Linked DNA regions of Danio rerio: region 2 is linked to region 1. The links are chromatin contacts, called in public HiCAR-type maps. All regions are on one chromosome and are shown on one strand. The core of a region is the stretch at or near the end of the contact, and the rest is flanking DNA. Distances in the headings are between cores, read along the strand shown. Region 1 overlaps LOC141375393 (a long non-coding RNA gene). Region 2 has its middle 93 kb from the start of tle3b.

Evidence for each region. HiCAR-type assays count read pairs that join an accessible place to other places.
Region 2: a HiCAR-type map of caudal fin shows a contact between it and region 1, with 5 times the contacts expected there. The contact joins two enhancer-like sites. A contact is called at or near these places in 1 of 18 Hi-C or Micro-C datasets (caudal fin) and 1 of 4 datasets of contacts at active chromatin or transcription factors (caudal fin).

What each region holds. Positions count from the first base shown.
Region 1 is chr7:33,565,967-33,568,893 of GRCz12tu, forward strand. All of the region lies in intron 2 of LOC141375393 (a long non-coding RNA gene), which reads right to left. Among named protein-coding and RNA genes, the nearest start is that of paqr5b, 53 kb to the left of the region's middle. Within about 2 kb of position 1,470, at least 8 of the 62 cell types and tissues checked have an H3K27ac peak or open chromatin away from gene starts, as enhancers often do. A contact at or near this core is called in caudal fin, where this site is marked.
Region 2 is chr7:33,831,925-33,834,851 of GRCz12tu, forward strand. No RefSeq gene overlaps it. Among named protein-coding and RNA genes, the nearest start is that of tle3b, 93 kb to the left of the region's middle. Within about 2 kb of position 1,372, at least 14 of the 62 cell types and tissues checked have an H3K27ac peak or open chromatin away from gene starts, as enhancers often do. A contact at or near this core is called in caudal fin, where this site is marked.

The DNA of each region.
Region 1 (2,927 bases), core at 220-2,719:
TGATTAATTGGGTTTGTTAAGCGCAATTTTTACAATTTTGAAATTACAGTTTCAAAACTGTCTAAATTCAGTTCTAATTTCCAGCAAACGAATAAATGAACAATAATAACGACGTGTGGTCAAAACATCGAGTTATATCCAAACACACGTCCTGTTTTTATACACCATATGGTAATGCATATACATATCCAAAACCCGACAGGTGGACAAATCTAAACAAATATTAATATGCATAGAATAAATAATACTGCTAATAACAACAACAACAACAACAACAACAACAACAACAAAATTACAATAAAAATACAAATTGTCATGAATAAACTGAAAACAGCCCCATGACATAAAGGCATGGAGGTAGTTGTTTTTATATCGATGTAGCAAATAATTATTTTTGTAACATTTTATTCCTTTTTTTTATATATATATATGTAAATATATTTGTGTATTGCTGTACATATTGTGTATGTTAAGTATTTGAACCTGCATAACATGCTTTGTGTTGGACTTTAGTTACAGCACAGTCTATTTCAGTTCTTCAAAATAGCAAAGCGCCAGCAATGTGTCTTAACACACCTCCTTTTTAGACTCGCACACCCATAAGTCCACAAAGTGGCACAAATGGATTTGCTATTTAAACAACGTGATGCAAAACGTGAAAATTGGGGTTGCGCTGGTCTGAAAGTAGCAACAAATCGCACCATACACATCTAGCACCTTATTGCCCCGAGTGTATGATAGGGCCCTCAGTCTTCATTTACTAAAATAACCTTGCTGTGTATGTGTGTTGTGTTTCACACTTGACATCTTTTGAGTATGTAAGAAACTTTAAATCTACATGTCAAATAACTCTCATCAGAGTATTAGTACCTTTGGTAAGAATAAGTAATGTGTACTTGTAAAGTTACCAAGTAGAATGTAAATTGGGGACCAGCTTATTATTCAAAACAAATTGATGGCATATATTAAGCAGACAGCCTACTAATATCAAGTAGCTGACACGTAGCTGCAGAATCAAGTTTAAGTCCAAGTTTAAGTCCACAGAAAGTCTAGGGTAGCGTCAACATGTTGTTTTGTCTTAACAATGAACTTGTAAAGATGCCAGTGAGAAGACTTTGAACTGGATGACTGGCTGCTTGCATCTCCCAATTGGTTTATTCAGATAAGAAAAGCATGAAGCATCAGCAAACAACATTTAAAATAATACGCTGATATGAAGGGAAATGATAAACAGATTGGTTTTACAATCAGCTAAGATAAAGGCCACTGAATTCAGTGCCTCCAGGAGATGGCAGTACTGGCTGTCAGAGATGAGTCTCACTCACACACACATACACACACACATCAACTGGTCTCAATCATAGTGTTTATCCTGACCAGATAAAGCGGTTATAGCTTTGTTAACACTAAGAAACATCTACGGTATCCTTGCCATTGCTCCGCAGTAGCCGATAAGAGACTGATTATAGTGTTTGCGTAAATTTATGGCAGTTTCAATAAAGAACGATACAGAGCTGTACAGTTCCTCTTGTTAAGCATTAAAAGCCATAAACTGTTATCAAGTCTGTGGAAAATCATATGCAAACACTCGCAAGGTTATTCCCCATCCCTCTTTGAGGCATTTGCAAAGTACAGTGATAACCTGAGACTTTCTAGGTCATTTCCACTATGATATCTGTGCCCTGATAACAGATGTCTGATAACAGAAAACGCAAGATTTCACCAAAATGGGTTACTTCAGAGACGTAAAAGCACCACCTGCCCACTGTGACATCACTTCCTGCTCCGTTCAGCCCCCAGACAGGGCTGTTATTCCACTGTAGCGCTAATGCTCATCAAATAGTGTTTTAAATAGCCAAACTCAATAGTGGCAGTGTTTGGAAGCAGAGTAAATATTAGCTGAGCACACAGACAGAGGGGAGTTGCTATGTGTGTTACTGTGTGTTAAGTATACGCTCCTTGCAAACCTGGCAACAACAAAGATGGGTTAAAAAAAATGGAAGGAGCTCAAATATTCTGCTCGCTTCGTCTTATTTGACAAAGAACAAAGAAAGACATTCCATTTTCTCTACAACACCATTTGTGTGCATAGAATGTTGTTAGCTTTACATTCCTGCCATTATCTTTGTTGTGTCAACACGTCGCGACTCATGTTCAGGCAAACTTCAATAGAGATTTCAGACTTTTTTAAAAATCTTTGGCGTGGTGCTGTGAATGTTTCATATGCACACAAAAACATTAGGGAAAGTCAGTGCACATCTAAGGGCATGTCATTGTTTGTCTTTATATTAACCTACAAATCTAGGTAAGAAATCCTCTTTTTGCTGTAAACAACAAGAGTGACGACAGACAGTGTGTTTAACCCTTTGGTTAACGGACCCTTCAATGACAATGTTTATAAGCCACAGCCACAGCTGTTGTGAATTTGCTCAGCCTTTTAGAAAAAAACAACCAAAGCCAGAGATTTCAATAATAATGTGAAGGATGTTTGTGCTTAGCAAGCAAAGAGTAATGGCGGAGAGTTTTTACCTTGCTTTGAACTGACAACACATAAATAAACACACCAAAACAGACAAATTGTGTTTAGCATTTAGTTGACCCTGAAAGGACTTCAACAATCTTAAGCCAATGACACAATAACATCCAACACCAAATACTAAACAAACAATTAAATAACTAATATCAGGTGTTTACAGGAAAATTTGACAGCAAAGTTCCAGTTAAAACTTGACAAGTCCCTGTGATTCATTGAATCATTCATTTAAACTATTTGTCACACATGGCTGATCCATTAAAAAAAAAACAAGAAAAGTGACAGGATATTTTTCTCCAGCTGTTTGTACTTGTTTTGGAAGGTAAAATTAAATGGACGATATTGTGTCTACAATTGTAATTGCTCAATATTAGCAAGTTGGTTGAAAGATGAA
Region 2 (2,927 bases), core at 122-2,621, 270 kb after region 1:
TTTTGGTGATTGAATGAATAAAAAAAAAAAGCTGATTATCATTAGAAATGGGTTTAACTTTAATGTATTCACTCAAAATCTCTTTCAGCAAACAGGATAGTACACAAATTTCATCATGCCAGTATATCAAAAAAACAAAACGTGACGTTTGTTCTTCACATGAGTAGAACCAGATACAGGTGTTTTTCATTGTGCCTTTCCATTAAAATACAATGAAAAAGCAAAGAATCTTCCATCTGCATGATCAATGCAGGAAAAACAACTCTGACAGAAACAGACAGAACGGAAACAAATATGTTCAGCGACGATGACAGACAACCCCAAAAGATGTCTGCCTTGCTTAAATTATCCAGATCTTACACATCTATAAACATGAGACTACAACCCTCTAAAATCTCTTTATATATATAAATCTAAAACCTCAATATGCGACATAACATCTACATTTATTCATTGTATTTAGCTCAACTCATATTTAAACTCTGACATCAAACGCACTGCCACCAGTACTGACTTTATTACATGTCTGTATCGCATTTAAAACATTAAAACAGGCCTTCCTGTGCCCTTGCTCGTCTTACGGCTACATGTTTGTCTATCTGTATGGTTTTAAGCTACAGCCCTTTGTTCCATCTCTTCTCAAAGCCATGGGAACAGAAGAGGGGAATGTAAAAGCAATATGTTGCAAGAAATGGGAAATGAGGGACTTGATCCTTCCTGTTTTTCTTTTCTCTTTCGCTCTATTCCCCCTTTTACAGGATATTGCGAAGAGGGGATTGTGGCTAGAGGGGAAGAGATGGATGTTAAATGAATCTCCCCCATGAACACTCGAGGTCTGGCTATCAGTGACAACACATTCCACTCACTTGGTCATTATTCCACCTCTTATACTTTGATATACATCTAATATGCTAATGTATATGAACTATTTATGCACACAAACACTCACACACTGCACTTGCCCTCAGGAAAAAACACATCTGAAATGGGGGGCCAGTCTAATTGTCTCCCCTGCCTGGGCTGCTTGCCCAGAGGCCTCCTACACAAACCATTACATTAAATCTGTTATCCAACCAGCCGCAGTGCGCCGTGGGGGCATCTTTAAACACATCCTCCATTTCCGCATGCACACACAGACCTACTGCTGCTTCTTGCAAACCACATAACACAGTCAGGCTGACTGACCCAAAGCAATCAGTACAACCAGACCAAACGCTGTTCTGAAAATTAATACAACAACATTGATTTTCAGGGACATTAATGGCCAACAGGGTATGAGGTTCTGTCCGCAAAACATCTCTGGCTTGGACGGCATGTGTTATGTTAACTGCTGTGTCACAAGACTAGTAGAGGGGTTGGTGTGGTTTCATAAAGAGGAAATGGTGCTTTTGCTTTGAGAGCGGTTACTGTGGCCAGCACTCTCGGGTCTGACCACGGGCCAGTGGAAAGAGAACTTGGGGCTTTCAGAGCAGTGAACAAGTCAAGGGCGGTGGAGGGAAGGAGAGTAATGGGTTGAGGGACAGAAGATGACAGAGGAAGAGAACGGCATGTTACCAGCAGCCAAAGAGAAGCAGGAAAGGCCATTGAAAACAAATGTCTGTGGTCTGCCCAGAGTTTAGGGTGGGGCAGTTTGTGGCGGTGGCCATTGTGAACAACACAATCAGACATAGTTCTTATACAGTTGCAGAATATGCCGACTGAGTCACATGAAAATGAGGGGGTTGTAAACTATGCAGGAACACTGAGGCTTACTCGCTAATAATTTCACATAATTTGCATATTTATGTGTGTAGAAAGAGTTCTCACGCTAAATTTTCCTCAGCATTGACACCACATGCACATACACGTTTGTTCTTATCTTTGTGTAAGGTTGACGACTTCGGATTGATTCTGAATGAGGGAGACCGTGCCCACGGAAAATCCTTTGCATAAAACGCGCCTAAACAATGTTCATATAAAGAATTTCCTTGGACCTCACCTTACTTTTCAGCACGCACTCTCACACAAACCATTGAGTAGTTTACTAAATGAAAATAGAAGTCATCCAAGATGATTGTATACTGATATGTGATTGTAGAAAATTTAAATCTACCAAAATAAATCTATCAAATTGTCATTATATATAAATATCTGGTGATTCATCAAATGCAAGTCAGTGGCTGTCAGCACTTTGGGATAGAAAAACATTGAGGCAATGAAGCAAATCCAAAATCATACCTCTGGATCCTGGTGACGATATGAAGCAAACTGGTAGGAAACATTTACATTACATTTTATCCTTTAAATGACAGCGTGTTCAGTTGGCTGTTGTAAGCCATGGGAAAGAAATATCACACAATTTCATTGTTGTTCTTGATAAATGTACATTTATGCCAACCGAACAAGTTTGACTTATAAACTTCATCACTCACAAAGGATTTATAAACAATAAACACAGGGTGCTTACACCTTTTTAAAAGTCTTGAAATACTTTAAGCACTTTCCAGGGAAATTTTCTAAATAACATTACAAGTGTGACAAATGACATTCACATACATATTTCATTATATTGGATCAGATGCTATATATATTATTGTACAGTATATTACGGTTGTTGCTAGATCTTATATGGATGCGACCGGAAGTTAATGAGAATTATTCATATTACTTATAAAATTTCCCATTTTTTGTATTTTATTAACGTCTACTCCCCCCCAACCCTAAACCCAACCAACACTGTAATGTAACACAGTAGTTGTACCCAGTATTATTTATGCTATCTATCAAATTACCCAATAAATTGTATTTTTCAAAACCTACCCCCACCCTAACTCTAACCTCAACCGTCACAGAACTGTAAAAATATTAAGTATTGTTATACAGTGTCATAAAAAAAGGCTACTATATTGATGTGCATATCGCACATCAGGCTGGCGACGTATCTAATA